Linked DNA regions of Pan troglodytes: region 2 is linked to region 1. A link is a contact called in public HiChIP or PLAC-seq data. All regions are on one chromosome and are shown on one strand. Each heading gives the region's core, a stretch centred on a gene start, on an enhancer-like site or on the middle of the called end of the contact. The rest is flanking DNA. Distances are from core to core; before and after follow the strand shown.

What was found. HiChIP or PLAC-seq counts read pairs in DNA pulled down with a chosen protein or histone mark.
Region 2: an H3K4me3 HiChIP or PLAC-seq map of stem cell-derived excitatory neurons shows a contact between it and region 1, with 2.2 times the contacts expected there. The contact joins the promoter of AKTIP here to the promoter of RBL2 in region 1. A contact is called at or near these places in 1 of 7 Hi-C or Micro-C datasets (stem cell-derived neural progenitor cells) and 1 of 1 datasets of contacts at active chromatin or transcription factors (stem cell-derived excitatory neurons).

The regions. Positions count from the first base shown.
Region 1 is chr18:51,388,914-51,394,378 of NHGRI_mPanTro3-v2.0_pri, forward strand. RBL2 (RB transcriptional corepressor like 2) reads left to right here and starts at 2,529. Exons shown (of 23, transcript XM_016929834.4): 1 at 2,529-2,907. The coding sequence starts at 2,668.
Region 2 is chr18:51,459,052-51,464,516 of NHGRI_mPanTro3-v2.0_pri, forward strand. AKTIP (AKT interacting protein) reads right to left here and starts at 2,371. Exons shown (of 10, transcript XM_009430800.5): 1 at 2,350-2,371.

The sequences.
Region 1 (5,465 bases), core at 1,279-3,778:
TGAATTCTGGTTTGCTTACATATAAGCTCCAGCTACAGAGACAGATGATATCAGGCTCATGGCCTCTTTATTTGCTTTGACATAGTAAAGTGTTGATAATGATTTCCAAAGGAAGAAATATCATTATTTTAAAATCAATATTCCCAGTGTATATACAGGTAAAATACTAAGATTTTAATACACTTATTATTTATTAATTTATTTATTTATTGAGATGGAGTTGCTCTGTCGCCCAGGCTGGAGTGCAGTGGCATGATCCCAGCTAACTGCAGCCTTTGCCTCCTGGGTTCCAGCAATTCTCCTGCCTCAGCCTCCTGAGTAGCTGAGATTACTGGCACCAGCCACCACTCCTGGCTAATTTTTTTGTATTTTTAGTAGAAATGGGGTTTCACAATGTTTGCCAGGCTGGTCTTAAACTCCTAACCTTAAGTGATCTGCCCGCCTTGGCCTCCCAAAGTGTAGGGATTACAGGCATGAGCCACCGCGCCTTACCAAATTATTTATTATTATTATTATTTTTTTGAGACAGGGTCTCACTCTGTTGCCCAAGCTGTAGTGGCATGGTCACAGTTCACTGCAGACTCCCCAGGCTTAGGCGTTCCTCCCACCTCAGTCTCCCAAGTAGCTAGGACTACAGGCGTGTACCACCACTCTGGGTTAATTTTTCTATTTTTTGTAGAGACAGGGTTTCACCATGTCGCCCAGGCTGGTCTCGAACTCCTGTACTCAAGCAGTCCTCCCACCTTGGCCTCCCAAAGTGCTGGGTTTACAGGTGTGATCCACAACGCCCAGCCTATATACTTAAGATACTTCTAAACCATTTGTGTTCAACTTCTGTTCTTGCCCCATAGTCACCTTGAGACTCATCACTTAGCCAACTCCAAAAGCATTGCTGATTACTGTGAATTTTACTAAGGTTTTCTTAAGAGGGTTTCATTGTCTCAAAATTGTTCCTGAAATATCCTGTTACCTGTCTACCTGATTTTCTCCTATCTTCAGAGTTCCATTTCCTGTCCTCCCGCCTGTCATTATACCTTCCATAAGCCCCTACTTTTGTCCCAGCACTTTTCCCTCTGTCAGATTACATACCCCACCAAGCAAAACAAAAATAGCAAAACAGTAATGCCTTCTGAATCCTCAAATTGCTCAATCCTCAGATTGTTTCTCAATCTGGAAAATGTTTTATATCAAGCCCATTTATAAATCAAGGATTGGCAATTTTAAAAATTAAAATAAAGAAAGGAGAATTGGAAATAAAATGAATTGGCCGGGCACGGTGGCTCACGCCTGTAATCCCAGAACTTTGGGAGGCCGAGGTGGGTGGATCACTTGAGGTCAGGAGTTCGAGACCAGCCTGGCCAACATGGTGAAACCCTGCCTGTACTGAAAATACAAAAATTAGCTGGGTGCGGTGGCGCACACCTGTAATCCCAGATACTCAGGAGGCTGAGGCAGGAGAATCGCTTGAACCCAGGAGGCGGAGGTTGCAGTGAGCCGAGATCGTGCCACTACGCTCCAGCCTGGGCAACAGAGCCAGACTCTGTCTCAAAAAAAAAAAAAAAAAAAAAAGTTTAATTCACGCAGAGGCAGCTGAACGGCAGACAGGAGTTTGGTTATTCAAATCAGCCTACCAGAAAATTCGGAGACTGGGGTTTTTAAAGAATGACTTGGCGGGTAGGGGGCCAGGGATTGGCGAATGCTAATTTGTCAGGTGGGAGGTGAAATCATAGGGGGTTGAAGTGGGCTCTTGCTGTCTTCTGTTACTGAGTGGGATTGCAGAACTTGTTGAGCCAGATTATGGTCTGAGTGGCGCCAGCTCGTGCATCGGAATGCGCGGTCTGAAAAGTATCTCCAGCACCAATCTTAGGTTTTACAATAGTGATGTTATCCCTGAGAGCAATTGGGGAGGTCAGGAATCTTGTAGCCTCTGGCTGCAAGACTCCTAAATCATAATTTCTAATCTTGTGGCTAATTTGTTAGTTCTACAAAGGCAGACTGATCCCCAGGCAAGAATGGGGTTTGTTTTTGGAAAGGGCTGTTACAATCTTTGTTTCAAAGTGAAACTAGAAATTAAATTCCTCCTGTAGTTAGTTCGGTCTTCGCCCAGGAATGAACAAGGGCACCTCGGAAGTGAGAAGCGTGGAGTCATTTAGGTCAGATCCCTTGCACTGTCATAACTTTCTCACTGTTAGGATTTTTGCAAAGGCAGTTTCGTGAACGTACACAGACAGGCCCTTGCTATTATCCTTATTTTTTAGATAAGGATATCCAGGCGATGAGGAAGTTTTACTTCTGGGAACAGCCTGGATACGAAACCTTCACACGTCAGTGTCTTTTGGACATTTTCTCGTCAGTACAGCCCTGTTGAATGTTCTCACGATGGGGAGGTACGTGCTTAAAATGCGGGGAAGGTGCTTTTATTTCACCCCTGGTGAAACTAGGGGAGCTAATTTTTTTAAACATGATTTTTGGCCCCCTTGAACCGCCGGCCTGGACTACGTTTCCCAGCAGGCCGTGCTCAAGACTACGGGTGCCTGCAGGAGGTCAGCGTCATTTGCGGCGGCGCAGGCGCGGTGCGGGCGGCGGACGGGCGGGCGCTTCGCCGTTTGAATGGCTGCGGGCCCGGGCCCTCACCTCACCTGAGGTCCGGCTGCCCAGGGGTGCGCTATGCCGTCGGGAGGTGACCAGTCGCCACCGCCCCCGCCTCCCCCTCCGGCGGCGGCAGCCTCGGATGAGGAGGAGGAGGACGACGGCGAGGCGGAAGACGCCGCGCCGCCTGCCGAGTCGCCCACCCCTCAGATCCAGCAGCGGTTCGACGAGCTGTGCAGCCGCCTCAACATGGACGAGGCGGCGAGGGCCGAGGCCTGGGACAGCTACCGCAGCATGAGCGAAAGCTACACGCTGGAGGTGCGCTCGCGGGCGGAGGGGCGCTTCCGGCCTAGTTAGCGTGAACCGGTGCCTTCCGAGCCGCGTCGCGCGCCTCGAGAGACCCTCGGGCGGGTTGCGGGCTCCCAGCTCCGAGAGGGGTGGGGACTCCCTCTGCGCTCTTCCGAGGCTCTTAGCCGCTCCGAGGGCTAACCCGCTCTCGCCGCGCTTCCCTGCGGCTTCCGAATGGGGAACGCGTCTTGCCCTAAAGTAGCACAGCGAGGCTGAGATCGCGCTGGGGTCCCGTTGAGGAAAATGGGTGTGTGTGGCCCATCTGACCCCCCGCCCGCCTTGTTAGTAGAATGAACTAGTGTCGTTGTCAAGACCACACGGAAAAGGGGAGGGGACTTGCCCTTATTTGCACCGCGATTAACCGGGTTGTGGCACCTGGGTCTCCAGGCGTCTCCGTCTGTTCGCTTCCCTGTTAACCAAATTGCCTTTGCCCAGGCGTTGCGGGCGTTTGAGTCAACGCGCTGATGCGTTTTGGGCTGTGTTTACGTCTGTGTAAACAAATTAATACTCATTTCCCCCCAGGCCAGATGAAATGAGCCCTCCGCCGACCCGGATATAGACACATGCCCCCATTTGTCACTAGGATCAGGACTGTGGCTACCTCGAGGGCTTTTTGGTCACCCCGGGCATTGCACAGGACTCCTGTTGTTGTTGCGATCCGGGTGTGTTAGGTCGCAGCCTTCGGACAGGGCTTGCAGATGAGAAAAATGGCCATTCTAGCCAGTGAGTGTCAGCTTTGTATGCACCTCCCCTTCATGGACCAATGGGAAGTGACACGGAAGTACGGATTGTTTATCAGCTGTGTGTGTGGCATTTAAACCTGAGGCCATTTGATTTCTCAAGTCGTTTTATAATTAATTTGTAGAAAGAGTAGGGCAAATAGGTCCAGGATGCAAAGCCTAACCCAGGTATTATTTAAATATGATGTTTTTGGCTATGTGTACTGATGAGTGAGGTTATTTTTAATTTGTATTTGCATTAATAGAATTTTAATTCAATTACTAGTTCCCTCTTTGAATTGTTACGTCTGCAGAAGAAAGATAGTGTATGGTGGCTTTAGAACCCGACAGACCTGAAACCGCTGGAAAAGTTCAGTATGGTGATCTCTAAACTGGAGATATTTGTGTTTACCTCACAGAGCTGTTCTGAAGATTAAATAAGGCAATAATGTAGTTTCTGGCACATAAAGCACCCATATGGACAGTGCTTTCAAGTTTACTAAGCTCTTTGTATATTTACATGATCTGGCTGAGTAAGCTATGTTCCTATTCATCTCTCAGTGCCTTTCTGTAGTCTGGCAAAGAGAAGGACTGGTTGGCTTTTTTTGTTGTTTTTTGTTTTTTTTTTTGGTAAATGGCCTTAAAGGCTTCTAAACAAGCTCTTATTTTACCCTCAAGATAATCCTGTAAATCAGATAGAACAAGCATTATCACCATTTATTTGAGGTATTTCAACTCATAGCAGTTAAGTTGTATGAAGTCTAGTGATACATGAGCAAGTATCACGTAATAGCTGGTTAGTAAATTATTTTTGAAAACACATGTTTGATTACTCAGTTCTTTTGATTACTGAGACTTTAGTTTCAGCTGCTTAGCCCAGTTTATTCAGTAAATAATGTACTCAGTAAAATATTCATCAAATATTTCTTGAGCACCTATTACTTGCTACACATTGTTGTAGGTGCTGGATATAGAGCAGCAAACCTGCTCTTGTGGGGCTTACAGTGAGGTACGCTGTGACAATATGGGATGTCATTCTCATGGGAGTGCAAGGGAAAATAAAGCTCTTATGATATTTAATACAGAATACTGGTTTTGGAATTTTAACTTGATTTATTGTATTTTCTGTGCATTTTTAACCTGTAACTCATTCTTACAGTCCTCAGCCAAGAAAATGCAGCCTCTGAGACTGTTAAGTAATTTCCCCACTGTGTTATAGCTACTGTATGGCAGAGCCGGAATTTGAAACCAGATCTATTTGACCCTATAAGATATGACCATGAGATGTTAATTTTGAGGATAACTATTTTTTAGTATTATGGAATTTTTCAACATATATTTTTTAGGACCAAAGATAAACTAGGCACAGAGTCTACTCTTTGCATAAATTATTTAAAAGAGCTTCGCGCTCCATTTTGTCATCTAAGCACTGTAAAATTCTCACAAGACTAATTCTTTTTAGGAACGATATAGTTGTAAACTTTCTTTTTTTTTTCTTTTTTTTTTTCTCCCTCCACCATCCAAGTAGTTGTGAATTTTCTAGAGCCAAAATAGAACATTATAGATTATCTTTTAAACCCTTTATTGAAGCAGGGGATAATGCTGTGACTGACTTAACTTTATACTTTCTAAGAGATCTTGATATAGTAGAGAAATGCAGTAGTTATGCATCTAAATTTGCTTTTACATCATAAATCAAGAATATTATGAAACCATCTCCCAGAGACATATGTGATACACAGATCTTGGCTGTTTTTTTTTTTACAAAAGAACATCTATGCTATTGATACATATAAGTGGGTTTGTAAG
Region 2 (5,465 bases), core at 1,121-3,620, 70 kb after region 1:
ATGTGCAGCACCCCAGTGTCCTCTAGGACACACCTAACACGGGACCGGATCCCTTGGGACACAGTGGTGTGCTCCACCACATACATTTAATGGGTTGGTGCAAACCTGTAAAGTCTCTTAAAGGTCTAACGCGTTAGGATTCTCTTTAAGAATCCAGTAAATTTTGTCCCCAGTTCTGCCTGTCATTAAGCAGGAGGTATTGTCTTCTGCTGCCTAACTTTGCTATGGATCTTTTAATCCAATGTTTCCAGCAGCAACATAATCACGAGAAACTATAGCACACTTTTCAGGGTCTAGTCTAGGACAAGCACAGCATACATGTTCTGAGAGGAATGACATAGATGGAAGCAAGACATGTTACATCCTTGTCACTTGGAAACAATTTTAGAATTTCTGCCTGTTTGGCCACGGCTGCATTCCTTTACATCACCCAGCTGAGAAGTCTGGGTCTTCAGCCTGCGCGAATGACAGTGCGTGGCAGAGCTAAAACTAGGCTAAAACATGAGTGCTGCTGTTACTCTACATGCCACAGCACACTCACATCACCCCGAATCGGACTTAAGAAATTACACGTTAAGAGGAGACAGAGCAGGGGCCAGAAAAAAAAGATGAAAACGGCCCGGGCCAGGCTCGCTGGGGACAGCCGGGACCCGCGGCGGCCTCGGACCGGCACCCTCACCGCGGGCGGAAACCCGTCTCTGAGCACTCAGGGAATCTGGACAAACCTGTCTCGAGGTGATGCAAGGCGGGGGCCCTGGCCTGGCCTCGCAGCTAGCTCGATGCTGGCCCGGGAGCCGCGGGCCCCTCCAGTGGGGGGGCTCTGGGGCCCGGCGACGCCCCCTTAACCAGAGCTCGGGGTCGGGACCCGGCCGGGGAGGGCGGGCACGGGCCGGGGCGAGCCAGCTGGGCCCCCCTCTCTCCCTCGGGCCGGGCCGGCCCAGCTCGAGCCGCAGTCCCCAGCAGCGGTCCCGGGCTGCGAGGCGGCCAGCGCAGCAGGTGCCTGCAAACGCGCACAGGTGCCCGGCCCCGCCTCCGTGTCCCACTGCGGCCGCCGTCGCCGAGTCGCGAGCGCCTAGAAAGATGGACAAATGCCGGGCCCGTGGAGGCTGGCGACCAGATTTACAGACACCTCAGCCCTCGCGTACCCACCAGCCTGCCGGGCAGTAAGCCTCACCCCAGTACCTTCAATGCAGAGCTCCTGGCTGCCAAGCGCCGCCACGGCCCGACAGCATCTCCGGCCGCAGCGCCAGCCCTGCCCCTGCTTGATCCCCGCCCCGCCCCACCCTGCCCTGCCCTGCCCTCGGCAGCGGGCTCCGCCCCCTGCTGCACGATCCTGGGGCCCGAGGCTTCCGCCTTGCCTCCCGGCGCCAACTGGCTCTCACACCTGCCCGTCAAAGACGTTCTTCCGGGGGCGTTGGGAAGACCACACTCGGTCCTGCAAATCAAATCACCCCGGTTTGGGTGGGACTGCACTTGACCCTCCCCTTACGTAACAGCGCCTGGGACGGCCTGTCAGTCATGGAAGTATCGGCCCCCCGGGGAGGGATGGGGCAGAGACAAACAAGCACCGGGTCACAATTGGCCAGGGCGTCTGCCAGTCACCACGGAGACCTTCCCGGAGGTTTATTCGCACAGGCCACAGCGCAACCGCCATGCGCAGGGGCTGGGGCATATGCTAGCGTCTGCGAGCCAAGCTTTTGGGGAGGGCCGGGCCGCGCGACTGCCCCGTGGCTCCCATCGCAGGGTCCTACTGCGTTGGGCGGCGCTGCGAGGCCCGAGGCCGCCACGTCGCGCCCACAGGGTACCAGGGGTCAGAAGGACACTTGGCGTGGCATCAAGAAACGCCCGTTCTGTCCATCAGTGCAGGAGCTGAAGGCTGGAGCTGAAGGGAGCTCAGCTCCAAGTCGGCCCTGGGCACTAGAGCAGCCAGAGGAGCTTTGTAAATCTGTGTGTGTCGGCCCCGACCTGCAGCATCCGAGTGGGGGCCGGGGGCTGGGGGGAGGGGGGAGGCTGAGGACCAGGAATCCACATCTGTCACAGTTCGCTGCTGATTCTGGCGCACACTGAAGTTGGAGAACCTCTCCCATAGCAACATAGTTCCTGGTCTTTTTTTTTTTTTTTTTTTTTTTAAATTCACACGCTCTCATTTGGACCTCCCGTCTGCTTTCCCATGGAGGTCTCTCTCTGGCCTAATTCTGTGACTGCTGCCAGCGGCTTTCCAGGCCTGTTCTTACCAACGGTGCCTCCCCGTGGTTAGTCCCTCCAATCTCGGCACTCCACTTCCACACTTGCGCGACAGCCCTCTCCCCGCAAGCCCCTGCCCCTTTTCTAGACACCAGAGGCACTGACCTGTCTGTGACACCGCCTCAGTGTCTTACACTCAGAAGCCACATTCTCTGGCCGGGTTGTTTGGTCCATTTTTGGTTGCCTCTGAGATTCTGGTAAGTGACTTATTAAAGGGCAGGAAGCCAAATTCTCTTGATGTTAATCCCAAGGGTTCGTTCTGAAACCCAGCTTCCTCCCCCAGCTGAAAACACTTCTGAGCCACTTCCTTTTGTCCCCTTAGGACACATTTAGGAATGTTATCATGCCTTTTAATACGAGTCTTAATACAGAAAGGCAGGCAAGCAGGAAATCCTTTTTTCAGGCCACAGGTGGTCTCCTTTGGCACCTCTGTGGCCCATTTCCTCCCAATCTTCTTTGAAGCTCATTATCCTCTGCAAAGCTTTTTTTCTGCTTTCCTCCTTTCCCCAACCTTCAGTTTTCACCGAGGACCCACATAGGTATTTCTCCAGCTCACATCTATCCACTGAGCTTCCAATGCATGTCATCAACTGCGTACTTGGCACCGGATGACTCAGACGCACACCAGCATCAGACTGCACATGGCAGGAAAGCCAACTCAAACCGGCTTACTTAGCAAGGGGATTTCTCTCCCATGGGAGGATTGTCTCCAGAGGTGGTGCCCTGGTCTTCAGGCTCTGCTTTCCTTGTAGTCCCTGGAATTGCACTTTCAGGCTGGTAGCAAGATGGCCGCGGCACGCCCAGGATCTCACAGAATTAAAAGTATCCCTTTCTTCCAGTGGTCCCTTTTGAAATACATGAATACCTTTCCCAGAAGCTCTGCAGAAGAAATGCCTGCAGGTTTCAATGGCCAGAAGTAAGTCTCTGGCCACAACGAAACCCAGTCAACGGCAAGTGGAAGGAGTCCGCCATGATCGACTTGGGCTGAGATATTCCCTAGATCTCTGCCTGGACTTTAGGCAGAGGAGAGCCATGATCAGATTTGTATTTTGAAAACATCACTTTGTGTGGAAAACAGATTGTAGGGGCACAAGGGTCACGGGGCAGTTGAGAAACCATGGCAGTAGTTCAGGCAACAGAGAATCGCATGAATTTGAAGGTAGAGATGGAGAATTGAATGAGTTCCAGAGATGTTTAAGACGGGATGATATAGTTTGGATATGGTTTGACCCTTCCAAACCTCATGTTGAAATGTGACCCCCAATGTTGAAAGTGGGGCCTGGTGGGAGTATTTGGGTCATGGAGGCTGATCCCTCATGAAAGGCTAGGTGCTGTCCTGGCAGGAGTGAGTTCTTGGCAGTAGTGAGTGAGTTCTATTAGTTCCCGAGAGAATTGATTGTTAAAAAAAAGCCTGTCACCTTCTCCTCCCCTGACCCCTGCTTTCTCTCTTGCCAAATGATTCCTGCTGGCCTCTCCCTCTGCCATGAATGGAAGCTTCCTGAGGTCCTCACCAGAAGATGCTGGTGCCATGCTTCTTATACTTAGTTGCCTCTGTCTTTCATTTGACATATATTTATTGCATACTTAATGACATCTAGGCTTTAAATGCTGGGGAGGCGTTGGAGAACAAAACAGACATTGTTCCTCCTCATGGAGCTACGGGAGATAGATGCTAATCAAGTCATCTCCCAAATCAATGGCTAATTGCCCCAAGGAAGTGGACAATGAGCCGAATAAACCTCTTTTTAAAAATAAATGACCCAGCCTCAGGTATTCCTTTATAGCAACACTGATGGATTCATACAGGTGGGGTGGACAGAGCTTGGCCATGGACTAGGTATGGGGGATGAAGAGGCAGATATGGCTGACACCTAGATTTTTAGCATGAGCTACAGGATGGATGGTGAGGCCATTCACTGAGGTGACAAACAGTGAACGACAAGCAGGTTTGGGACAGTGGGAAATGGGAAAATCTGGGTTCTGTTTTGGGTAGGTATGTTTGGGGTGTTTCTGTAAGCACTATTGCCTGTATACCTAATACCCACTTCTCCCTTTTTCATTGCTGACAGAACCTCCATTTTCTTGAGGAATTTAAGCCCTTCAGTGGTTCCCCATTGGGCAAAGACCAAACTCCTCACCATGGCTGTGTCCCAGCCCCAGGTGGCCGCAGACTCCAGCCACTCTGACATTCTTCCAGTTCCTTGGAAGGGAGATGCTCCCCTACCTGCCCTGCCACAAAAGGGGCCTTCGCAGTGAACGTTCCCTTTGCCCGGTTCATTCTCTTCAATCCCCTACACAGATCTCAGCTCTAACACTACTTCCTTGGGGGCAATTTGCTGTTGATTTGGGAGATTATTAGTGTCTGTCTCCCACACTGTAAGCTCCTGAGGAGGAACCATTTTTTTGCTTTCTATTGTCTCCCCGGCACCCAAAAGCTAGATGTTGTAGGCATGCAACAAATATTTGCCAAATGAAGGACAGAAGAAACAAAAGTACATTTGAAACACCTACCTGCACGCCCACAGGTCTGCACCAAGAAAGCAACTCATTATGAAAATCAGGATGATTTATTCAAAGGGAAATGAGGAGGTGGCCTCAAGGTACCATTTCTTTAAGACTAAAACATAAAGTGCTGAGAAAAATCTCAATGGACCCAAAACCTTACCTATAAAACATTTTAAATCGCCTCATATTACATTTCCTATTCTCAATTTTTGAAGCATATTTGATATATTTGCACCAAAAGGTTCTTTTTGCATCCAGACTTAATAGATATGTGATCTCTGAGTATTCAGGACTTCTGCTCATGTTCTAATCAGCAAAATATTCCCTGAATCATACATCTTTTGGACTCTGGAAAAGTAATTGTACAAAGCTGTTTAGATCACTGACTTAACTATTAAAGGCCTTCACAGAAAGAAGGAAAGGATAAAATGTTGAAGGTTGTTAAAATGCATATGTTTTACACACAGGCACACATATAAGCCGATGTTTTTAGCGCAATCCATTTGCCCCCAAGTCCTTTTCTGAAAAGTAGATTCCTGTATACATGTCACTGATTACATATACTGTTCAAAATATGGGAGGATGATCTAGCTATGCATATTAATGTCTTTGAAAAAATATAATTAGCACATTAAAGCCATTACTTTATGGGTAATAATGTTTAGGATGAGACCAAAGTAGGCATTTAATGTTGTTGTTTTTTTTAAGTAAATGGA